2 separate regions of the Sus scrofa genome follow, and region 1 is linked to region 2. The links are chromatin contacts, called in public HiChIP or PLAC-seq maps. All regions are on one chromosome and are shown on one strand. Each heading gives the region's core, a stretch centred on a gene start, on an enhancer-like site or on the middle of the called end of the contact. The rest is flanking DNA. Distances are from core to core; before and after follow the strand shown. Region 1 overlaps PDE4B (phosphodiesterase 4B). Region 2 overlaps PDE4B (phosphodiesterase 4B).

Region 1 (5,819 bases), core at 1,021-3,520, 85 kb before region 2:
TCCTTGCTGTGCTCTGCACTATACTCTCCATTCCGTCCTCTACTCCAGATGCCATACTTCATTTGGCCCAGAATGTTCCTCCTTCTGTTCTATTAACCTAAAATCTTTTTTTTTTTTTTTTTGGTCTTTTTGCTATTTCTTTGGGCTGCTCCCGTGGCATATGGAGGTTCCCAGGCTAGGGGTCCAATCGGAGCTGTAGCCACTGGCCTACGCCAGAGCCACAGCAACGCAGGATCCGAGCCGCGTCTGCAACCTACACCACAGCTCACGGCAACGCTGGATCCTTAACCCACTGAGCAAGGGCAGGGACTGAACCCGCAACCTCATGGTTCCTAGTTGGATTCGTTAACCACTGCTCCACGACGGGAACTCCTATTAACCTAAAATCTTAAATTCTCTCTATAACCTAGGTGCTAGTTCAAGTCCGATTTCTTTTGGAAAATGCCTAATTCTTCTTGCCGTCAGATTTCCTTCATCCCTGAACTCTTGCAATATTAACCATCAGTACCACCTTGTTCCTAACATTTTCCGCTTGCACTTTGTTCTCTGGTTCTGTGTGTTCCAGGCTTCTTTCCCCAGCTGCACTGTCAGTACCTTAAGGGCAAGCACTTTGTCTTACTTTATAATCCTTCAGATGAGTTGCAGTTTTTCTGAGCATCAGGCAGATATATAATACATGCTTATTGATAGGAGCATTTGTCATCCTTAGCATTTGAGTTATCTTGTTGTCTTAGGTCCAGATGGGCAAGACAGGAAGGCGTCAGTTCTATTTCATTCCATTAAAAAAATTAAGGCATCCTACAAGAGATACGAGAAATAGAACAAGAGAATATTTGAATGAAAGAAAATAGAAAATTCATACTGGGGTCAGTGTTGCTGGGAATGTGACTTAAAACATATAGCCTGATACTAGAGGTAGACTCTGCTTCCTAGCAGTCAAAGGCAAAAACAGAAGCCTTCTCTCTTATAAAATTCAGTGCCCATGAGATAAAAGACAAATCAATTGCTCATGAGCGGTAAATCTATTTTTGGTATCAAGAGCAGACACTAATTTCTCCCCAAGGAGAAATTAAGAGGAAATTGGGTAAATTAGTGAACAACATCCTTGCCAACATCATTACAGTAGTTACAATAAAGAGTTTCATAGGAATCTTTCTTATAATGACTCTGAGTCTAGCCAGTGACATCATTAGCAACAAAGTAAAATATAGTAAGAAAAAAATCTCACGTGGGGGCAGGGCAAACATTGTGGTTTTACCCCCCAGTCACCTCATAAATACTGTAGACATCTGGAGACTCACATATAGGAGTTGAGGGATGGCATGGCTCCAGTGGAATCAGATATGGTAGACCTCACCAGTTTTTCCACTCTTTTTTCAGATATAGGGTGGTGCCTTCATCCTGCTGGGGACTCTCTCTGGATTTGGTAGACATTTGGAGCAGGATTCTCCCTGATGCAAATTAGGTGGAGTGTCATAGCCCCAGAAAATTTTGCTGAGATTCTAGGTCCAGTTCTTAACAAGGACTAATCAAGAATCCTAGGTTAGCCCTGCCATGCACACAGAGTTAGGGCCAAAATGGTGGAGAATGTGGGATTAGCTTGATAGATTTCTGGGTGTACTGACTCAAACCAGGATATACCAAATCTTAGGGTTGGTGAAGATGGGGCTGCAAACATACCTGTGCCAGGGCTGTGTTCTCATTTGTTCTCTTTGTTCTCATTGGGTGGTTCTCAGTGTGTGGGACTGAATCACCTGGAGGTGTTTGTCAGCATACACCATCATGGCCCATCCGGGACTTACTGAGTCAGTAGCTCTGGCACAGATCTCCGGTAGCTGCATATTTTACAACTCCCAAGTGATTATCATGTAGGTTAAAATTTGAGAGCCATTGATTTAGGGACCAAGTAGGCGAGAACCTACAGGCTTCAGGCATAAGTCTACTCTTAGGCTGATTTGGACCTGACATTAGACATAGGCCATTTTAATGGGACTTAGAAGATTAGATACCATTAAATTTTTATGAAACATAGAATGATGAAGTGCTTTGGAACAAGTCATTGAATTTAAAAAAAGGATTTTTATGAGAGAAGTACAGACAGGGAAATTAAGAAAGTCTTTTAATAATGGGAGAAGGTACAAATTTAATGAATGGAGAAGTTTTATATGAGCTAGAAGCACTTCCTGCCATTTACTTTCATATGAAGCAGCTCTAAGAGCATCTGAGAAGTTCTATTTTGGGAGAAGGGAAATCTAGAGTGGCTCTACATGCAGCCAAGGAAATAATAACTTGGCAGCAAATGAATACAGAACGATAGGTTTCCATAATAAGCAGAATGGCTGGGCACTCTGATTTCAGAAATTTCTCCTGGATTCTGGATACATTTTACCAGCATAAGCACAAAGATCCAGGGCATGCAGTGCTCACTGCTCTTGGTCTTGACAGGTTAGGGGGAATCATGGTAGGCTTTGTTTGTGTTACCCTCAAAAATAAGTGTTTTGACTGCAAGTTTGTGCAGCTGTTGTTTGTGATGAGGGCCTCAGCCCACGCTGCTACTTGTTGTGTTATTGTTTCATGTGTTTGTTGTAGTGATTTTAAATAGAGAACGAAAGGATTTGGGGGAAAGGTTTGAACCAAAGCAATCAGACAACTTCAGTAATGAAATGCTACCCAGGCTTTGGCGATAGGAAATCTGTGCAATCCCACTGCTAATGTTACTCTCGCTATAGGGATTCATCGAGCCTATTTTATCAGCTCAGCGGGGTTCAGAGCCTCTCTTCTCTGAAGGGAAACAAGCAGAATTATCACCAGGGTAATGAAACACACCCCTCCCACGTTTATGGAGTGTTTTATTAAAAGCATGTTGCACTTATTATCAGTTGCAATAAGTGGGTATAAAATGCCAGAATAGCTCTCAAGGGAAACACTTTCCCTTGTGCTAAATTAAAATTCTTCAGAGAGCATGCAGTCAGGTGTGATGTTAATATTTGGGGCTCTTTGCTACCTGAGATTTTCATAAAAGGGTTTGGTAGGTGTTGTCTTGAAAAGGATCAGCAGAGTTTGAAAGCCACCTGACCAAGGCCAGTAGTTCACTGTGACCTTCTTTTAGAACCATTCTCTGCTTCCTGATATCCCTTACCCTTAAGTTTATGTTCTTACGTCACTAATCATTAAAGAATTCTAATTAGTAAAAGTGTCAGTAACATTTTATTTACTAATACTGCTGATAATCACCTTTTACTTTTTATATCTTAATTCTTTATTTTGCCAATGACAGTCTCACAATTTACTTAGCTTCTAAAATTTTTAACTCAGAAGTACTGTTTGCAAACCTCACCATTAGTTCCATCCAATTAGCGTTTCATTCTCCAGCTCATCTCTATCCCAATTCTTTCAAAACTTTAGGGCTGATGTTAAGTTCTAGGACAATTAATTCCTACCCGAGCATGTAGTCTGGCAGAGGAGATAGACTTGTAAAGGAATAATTCCAATATAGTGTGATAAGGATAATAATAGAAGTGTTTCAAGAGAGAAGTGTAATTGAGAAAAGTGATATTTGAGTTGGAGCTTAAAAAAGTCAAATGGAAATTCACCAAATTGTAAAGGGGCAAGTGCTCATGCAGGGAGAGACCTACACAGACAACGGCACAGAGTCATGGAATGGTAGACTGTTTGAATGACTGGTAGCTTTATGCTTATGAAGCGTGGGTTGAAGGGCAGAAGATGAAGCTAGAAATACACGACCCAAATTGTGAGTTTCACACAATTGGGCTTGAACTTTTTTCAATGGGTGTTATAAGGCCAGTCAACAGCTTTTAAGTAGGGAAACCAGATTTTAAGACACATCTTAGAAAGATTACTCTAGCAGAAGGATGCATAATGATTTGGAGCAGACCAGACTGAAGGTAGGGAGATCAGGTAAGAGGCTGTGGCAATAGCTCTGAAAATAGCTGAGGGGAACTACAATTTAGGCCGGGGGGGGGGGTGTTGCTGAGCAAAGATCAAGTGAACTTGGTAGTCAGCTGTCTGAAGCGGAGAGGAGAAGAGAGAAGAGAACACCATGAATCTGAGGTTTCTAACTTGGGGCCTTGGCTAGAGCTGTGTCAGTTGCAATTGCAAGAATATCCCTGAGTTATATTTTAAGGATAGAAAATTAATAAGTTCACTTTTGGAATGATGAGTTCTGAGTACTTTAGTCACCCAAGTGCAGATGTCTAGTATTCAGTTAGATGAAGAGGCCAGGAGCTCAGGAAAAAAGTTTTGACGGGAGACTTAGATTGAAAATGTGGGGACTTACTATTGGCCAGCCTGAATCATGATTTCGTAATGCTAGTAATAAACCTATTTATGCAACTTTATTCCCTAAGTTCATTGAGATGTTCTACTCTCATAAGTCTTCAGTGTTTTTATACCTTCTGCTGCTGTATCAGATCGACTCTATGCTGTACTTGTAGTTCTGTATTTTTCACCTTAAATGAAGGTGAGACCTCTCCATTTTTCTTTTTTTCTCAGTGTCATTCTACTGAGTCTTTAATAAGATGAAGTGGAGAGAACTTAGAGGCGTAGAAATCACCAGAGCTTTTCACGAATGTTCCAGTTCTTTTCTTCTGTCTGGAGTAGTAGGCTTAAACCCTTTGCCTCCCCCTGCCCCCACCAGATAGATTTAGCTCTGTGACCAGCTTTTAGCTCCAGAAATGTGAGTAAGTGGACCTTGTCATTTCTAGGCAGAAGTTGTTAAGGGGTAGTTTCCAAATCACCACACTCCCCTTTTCCTGCCTCTGCAACCTTAGAGACACGAACCCTCATCCACCAGGGTTTCTAAGTGACTGTAACAAGCAGAGTCCCCCACAGGACCCACTTAAATAGGTAGTTTGAGTGAGTAAAAAAAAAAAAAAAAAATCCTGTATTAAGTCACTGAGCTTGTTATTCTCAAAGCATAAAACTAACCAATCTGACTTATAGCTAACTAGACATGGGTGCAAGTCTTGGCTCTGTCACTAATTAACTAACTCTAAGCAAGTTAACATACCTTCTCTGAGCTGTGAGTTAACATACCTCTCATTCTTCATTTTTGGATGAAAAGAATGATCTGAGGTTGCCAGAGCTCAATGAAGATCAGAGACAGGGTATATAAAGTACTTTAAATACAAGTCTATTTTCCAAGTCTATAATTTTCTTTTCTGTGGAAACATTCATTTGTGCTGTATATTATATTCCAGTTATAAGTGATATCATATGGTATTTATCTTTCTCTTTCTGACTTATTTCACTCAGTATGAGAGTCTCTAGTTCCATCCATGTTGCTGCAAATGGCATTATGTCATTCTTTTTTATGACTGAGTAGTATTCCATTGTGTATATATACCACATCTTCCTAATCCAATCGTCTGTTGGGGGGAGAGGCGGGGAGTGGGAGGGATCAGGAGCTTGGGGTTAACGGATGCAAACTATTGCTCTGGGAATGGATTTACAATGAAATCCTGCTGAGTAGCATTGAGAACTATGCCTAGATACTTACATCGCAACACAACAATGGGAGGAAAAAGTATGTATACATGTATGTGTGACTTTGTCCCCACGCTGTACAGAGGGGAAAAAATGTACTTTAAATAGTGGCCATTCATTACATTGCAGCTATTATGACCTTTATAGACAGTTGTTCATTTTTAGCATACTGCTTTGGTAGTACCTTTTGGTCATTTCCCTCTCAGATTTGCGTTGTACTCCAGTTTCTTGAACATATCTATATGTTTATCTGAGCTGTTGCGGCAAAGGGAAGCAAGATAGGGCCAAGGGCAAGACCAGGTTGGCCATGCCAA
Region 2 (6,122 bases), core at 195-2,694:
ACATTTGTTATTCTAGCTAACCCAGACCTTTAGAGTTGACCCAAACACATGTTCCCTTTTGTATTCCTCATTAAAATAGTAAGTCTCCTGCATCATGGCCTTTCCTAGTTTTGGAATCTGTTTTAAGACAGAGTAATATACAGCATTTGTAATATGACCTAATATACTAAGGCTGATGCTCCCTGGATAATAGGCAGTTACTAAAGAGTACTGTTTTCTGCATTTCTTGGTTTGGGCCGGTTTGACTTTCTAGACTCAATGGCTCTGAATCCCATCCCGTTTGGCTACATCACCTTGAGAATGACATTAGTATTTTCTCCCTGATTTTCACCCCCAATTTTCTCTCTCGTTCACTTTGCACTTATTTTTATCACCAGCATTGTTTGCCAACAAACACCAGCAAACAGCAAGGAGAGCCAGAGAGCAGCCAGTTTTGTATTTTTCTTCCTGGTGAGGGTTCTGTGCCTAGTCCTTCTAGGTAACTTTGAAAACAAAAAAATCTGTTCTCAGGATATTTATTAGTTAGATTTGCTAAGATTAACCTTGGATGTCCTTAGTGGTTTAACGTATGTAGTTTAACGAATGCAGACCTTTAAAACTATATAATTAGATTAAGTGCTGTATTTTTTTCAGATTTCAATACGCCGTTATATACTCAGGCAAGGAAAATTATTGCTAAGAAGAGACGCTTGAAAAGTCAGTAAATAATATGTTGTGCTTAACAAACAAAAAAGCGGTTGGCTCTGTTTTCTTCTTTTGGGGTTTATTTTGAATGTTTTTGAAAGAAACGTTAATTCGCAGAGCACTGGTTTCCTCCCTGTCAGTTGTCCCAGTTTTTACTGTTGTTGTTGTTTGTTTTTTCTAAACGATGGTAAAGCTTTGCTATATGTACCTTTTTTTTTTTTTTTTTTTTTTTTTTTTGCCCCTAGACGTTGGACATTTTGGAAACTGGCTAAAGCTTATCATTGGGCTTTTAGGAGTGTTTTCAAAAGAGGTAATCATTTGATTGTTTGGAATTTTTTATACAAAATCTATGTAGAGAGTCATCTTTAATGATCTAATAATTGAACCACTAAAGGGAAGAACTCCCATATTTAAATTAAATATTTTAGTAAGCATTCTCTTGTTTAATTTAGCTTTAATTGCATTATTAATTGTCATGAACAAGATATTCCTAGGGAAAGAGCCAAGCAGATCAGCTAATTGCAGCTTTTTACTGCTTTGAATGATAAAGTGTCTTTGATTTGGTACTGAGCCAGGAGGGCTTGATTGATAATATCTGTCTCAGATGTCACCCTGGGAGAAAAGAATAAAACCTCAGTAGACTTGGTGCATTGCAGCTGTCTCCGCTGCTCCAATTTCTCTGTCCCATTGACGTCATTGAGAGGTTTCAAACCAGTCCAGAGTGTCTAGTAAACCTGCACAGAAATGAAATGAAGAAACAGAAAAACACTGATTCATAAGCCAGCCCTCACTCCAGAGAGGTAGCTGTTATATTTTCTCGGATCATAGGCAGACTTTTTCTGCCTCCCTGCACTTAAAAAAATTATTAAAATGTCAGTGGCTATCCAGAAATGTGGGAAAGCCTCAGACAAGGAATGTGAGTTGCATAAGCCCTTCTAAAAGCAGATTATGTCTCAATGGGCCACATTTGTCCAGGGTACTCAGATAACATAACCTGCATGCAGCTTGTCTGTCACACCAGGAATATCTGAAGGAGAAAGTGACAAGGGAACTGGCTTTCCCTGGGGGCAGGGCTGGTCTAACCAGGCACCCATTTCCTCCTCTCTCTTCACACGCAGCCTTTTGTGCTGAGCTCTAAGTGAAGGGCACCCAATGAGCGGAGTTACAGTATTTTCCAAGGAAGATGACAAACTCTCACAGTTGTATTTTTTTTTTTTTTAATGAATTTAGCAGAGAGAAAATACACAGGAGGAAGCAGAGGAGGGAAAAAAAAAAAAACCATTTGGCAATGTTTTTCTTTTTTTAAAGCTGCTTTGTCAGCTTAATACATTATACATTAAGTATATGATAAACGCTCAGCCTCAAAATAACTTATAGGAAATCTTTTCTACGTGCTGTAGCAGGGAAATTTTTCTTAAAATATGTGTCCAAATACTGATTTTTCTTTCTTTCTTTCTTTCTTTTTGCCTTTTTAGGGCTGCACCCATGACATATGAAGGTTCCCAGGCTAGAGGTTGAATAGGAGCTACAGCTGCCGGCCTACACCACAGCCACAGCAACACAGGATCCGAACCACATCTGTGACCTACACCACGGCTCATGGCAATGCCGGATCTTTAACCCACTGAGCGAGGCCAGGGATCGAACCTGCATCCTCATGGATGCCAGTCAGATTCATTTCCACTGAGCCACGACAGGAACTTCTAATTTTTTTTTCCTCTGCTGGCCACTGGAACTGCTGGCAGAAGGAGAATGCCTCCTTTACCCTTCATATGCATACCCTGGCCTCATGCTCCAGCAGGCCTGGCAGGGAAAGACTCACCATGATTGGGTAGCTTCCATTTCTTATTGAGCCAACAAGCTACATGGCACACGATTGGAAAAGAGCTGAATCTTTATAACATCTGAAGTTCATAAAACATCCCTTTCATTTTTTCACTTGAAGTCTGACAGACAACCCTGTGAGGTTCATAATGTAATTGTCATCACTTTACAGATCCTGCCTGAGGTACTCATCTTGTAAAAGGCAGGGCTCAGATTCCAGTCCATATTTTTGGAACGCTACCTCCACCCTCTGCTTTCTTTACTGTATGTTCAAGGAGGTAGTAGTTTTTTTTTATCTTATTGAGACAGGCTGAGACCTGGGACCCTTTGCTGCAATGGCTGCAAAGTTTGCACCTAGATAAACGTCTCCTCAGACAACAAAATACAAAGAAATTATAAGGGACTAAAAATAACTGCACACATGTGTAGTTGGGGTAAATTATGGTCAGGAAGATGCAAAAAACCTAAAAACCCAACTGCCCCTTCTAGAAGTTTGGAGAGTAAAAGCAGGTCACTACACATGCCCCTTACACACACGACCACCAAAGCAGTAGGTAGACCACCTAAGCCCCCCCTCTGACAGGACCATGGACCCACCCCTGTCCTCCTCCCATAAAACCAGCCCACACCCCCTTTGGGGAGGGAGTGAGCAAAGGAATGTGTTGCTTGTTTTTGCTCTCCCTTGCTGCAACAGGGGCCCCAATAAAGACTTGCCTGAATTTGTTGCCTGGCCTCTTGTCAATTTCTCTTGATTAAGGAAGACCAAGAACCCAGGTCACATTATGACCAATCTTTGGGAATTCCTTCAACTTAACAGATAGGTGTTGACCATTTACTACATGTGGTAGGTGCTTTATGGTAAAACTACGTAAGACACAGTTGTTGGCCTTAGGGAACGTAGAATACTGGGGCTAAGACACTGATCCACATATACCTACATTACAAGGCAGAATAAGATAGGTGTATAAGTCGAAGTCATGGTGTCTGATCAGTGCGTTTGGAATGAAGTCCTTCAGGATTTATATGAAATCAGCCTTCACATGCTAATGTAAATGCAGCATATACATTACGAAATGCTAACACATAAATCCGGGAGGACTGGTAGTATTTCAAAAGATAAAGATGGTGGGTGCAGCCATGTGGGCAGAGGGACCAGCAGGAACAGAGTCTAACAGGCAAGGTGGTCTGAGCAGGTGGCAGGAATGAGACAAAGGATCTTACTTTGAAACGGAAGGCTGGGATCTGGTGAAAGTTCAGTTAAGGCCATTATCGGCAGAGTTTAAATGCCAGGGAGAGGAGTTTGTAATAATGAGACACTTAAATGCTTTAATATAGGGACTAAAACCATTAAATCTGTGCCTTAGTGTAAGTGGTTAAGCAGCCATGTGTAAGGTACATGAGAGAATAGAAAAGCGAACTCACGGTACCAGTTAGGGGTTTCCATAGACTTGGGGTGGGTAGGGTGCAGTTTAAGGAAATAGGATGTAGGGCTATAGGAATTCATTCATTTGTTTGAAAGTATTTATTGAGCACCTACTATGTGTCAGGCACTATTCTAGGTAAGAGAGTATGACAGACTTATAAGCTGCCTATCTCATAGGTCTTTTACTCTATAAAGGGAAAAATGGAGAGGAGATAATTTTCCAAGGACAAAGGGCCTGGAACTAACAAGTGGTTCTGAATGGAAGAAGAGTCAGTGCTGACTTGGAAAGTCCTCTACCAAGAGAACATGTCCCACAGCCTGTTTGCTTAAAAGTGCCCTTCTTCTAAAAGTCAGCCCTCTTTTGGCACTGCAGTAACACTTCACATGGGCATGATATGGCTCAACGCATGAAGCGCTACATCATTATTATAAAGTTTGCATGGGATTTTTTTTTTTTTTAGTGCATTTTCATTCTAACAAAATAGAAACATTTCAGTATGTTTAATTGGGTAAATTGCTTTCCATTTTACTTTCAAACCAGAGTCAAAATACATTTCCTTCTTTCTTCCTTCCTTCCTTTCTCTTTCTCTCTCTCTTTCTTTCTTTCTTTCTTTCTTTCTTTCTTTCTTTCTTTCTTTCTTTCTTTCTTTCTTTCTTTCTTTCTTACTTTCCTTTCTTCTTTCCTTCCTTCCTTCCTTCCTTTCTTCCTTTCTCACTTTCTTTTATGACTGCACCTGCAGCATATGGAAATTCTCAGGCTAGGGGTCAACTCGGAGCTGCAGCTGCTGGCCTAAGTCACAGCCACAGCCACAGCAACACCAGATCCAAGCCACATCCGTGACCTACACCGGATTGCAGTGCAGTGCTGTATCCTTAACCCACTGGGCGAGGCCAGGGATTGAACCTGCATCCTCATGGATACTAGTTGGATTCTTAACCTGCTGAGTCATAACAGGAACTCCAGGAATGTTATTTCAAAGGAACATTGCTTGGAATTTACCTTGCCATATAATCTTTTTATCTTATTGCTGCTGTGACTCTGCCTGTTTTCTAATGTCATATACATTATGAAAATGATATTACGTATTGTGTGTCGAGCTGCTAAAATGAGTGCCAGTGCCCTCTGGGAAGGGATTCAATGAGGCCTTAATGTTTTGATACATTTTGTGAGCTATGTCATCTTAAGCATTTAACAGTTTAAATATCGAATCATCCTGAGTTTAGTTATATGAGTGATAGAGCATAAGTGATTTTTCCTACATATCTAAAAGTCTCAGAACTTATGTATTGTGCTGATCAATGGTTTAAATTACAAAGTAAGTTTTGTTTGTTTATTTTTTTTTTACCATGAGTATTTAAAAATTAGCAGACATTAAGAATCTTACCTCACATTCCAAGTAAATGTGAGCCCTGTAATTAGATTATCATCCGGGCAATAGAAACCCTGAGGATTTTGATAATGACCCCCTTTATGCGTCTGCCTTTTGTCAACTAAGAAGCCACATGGAAACTGAAATGGGGAATTGAGAACATTACCTGGATAATTATCTTTGAGGAGTCGTATGAGTAAAAATAAGATGATAATAAAATGACCTTCTTATGTTGATAATTACCCTCAGCAAATTGCAGATTTACTGAAAAAGCTTTCCTCTGCATACAGTTCCTGATGCGCCACGCATGTGCCTGAAATAATGGTCCCTTTCTCTGCCTCTTAGACGCTTTTATTTTGTAATCCTTTCTGTCCAGCTGAATGAAGATAGAACAGATCAGTGATGCATTTGATCGGTGACCCCTTTTTGCCTATACAATGTTCGTTTTTAAAACTAGGGATCATGAACCCCCCTTGTCTTGTTGTTTAGAATTTAGACTCAACTGAAGTGGTACCATTTTCCGACAAACCTTTCCAAAGTCTATCCACCACCCTTGGCCGTTCTCCCCATCCTCTCATCCTGTACCGCCCTTTCTGCTCTCTTTGCCATTGCCATATTGTGTTTATCAGTATATTTGCTTTTTTTCCTCTCTGGACCATGACGCCTTTGAGGAACGTGACTGTTTCTTTCATTCTTATACTTCCCTCTACAGCCCTTAGTAGAACCTCTGACACACATTAGCTCCTCAGGAAACGCAGGAAATGTCAGACTGAACTTTTGACGCCGAAGACATGGATTTCATGGCTTTGGGGGAAAGTTTT

Evidence for each region. HiChIP or PLAC-seq counts read pairs in DNA pulled down with a chosen protein or histone mark.
Region 1: a contact with region 2 is called in an H3K27ac HiChIP or PLAC-seq map of skeletal muscle. The contact joins two enhancer-like sites. A contact is called at or near these places in 3 of 47 Hi-C or Micro-C datasets (embryonic fibroblasts, epiblast stem cells and skeletal muscle) and 1 of 2 datasets of contacts at active chromatin or transcription factors (skeletal muscle).

Annotation. Positions count from the first base shown.
Region 1 is chr6:146,444,357-146,450,175 of Sscrofa11.1, reverse strand. All of the region lies in intron 4 of PDE4B (phosphodiesterase 4B), which reads left to right. Among named protein-coding and RNA genes, the nearest start is that of PDE4B, 270 kb to the left of the region's middle. Within about 2 kb of position 2,270, at least 3 of the 83 cell types and tissues checked have an H3K27ac peak or open chromatin away from gene starts, as enhancers often do. A contact at or near this core is called in skeletal muscle, where this site is marked.
Region 2 is chr6:146,358,008-146,364,129 of Sscrofa11.1, reverse strand. The region is part of intron 4 of PDE4B (phosphodiesterase 4B); the gene reads left to right. All of the region lies in intron 5 of LOC102162258 (a long non-coding RNA gene), which reads right to left. Among named protein-coding and RNA genes, the nearest start is that of SGIP1, 310 kb to the right of the region's middle. Within about 2 kb of position 1,444, at least 14 of the 83 cell types and tissues checked have an H3K27ac peak or open chromatin away from gene starts, as enhancers often do. A contact at or near this core is called in skeletal muscle, where this site is marked.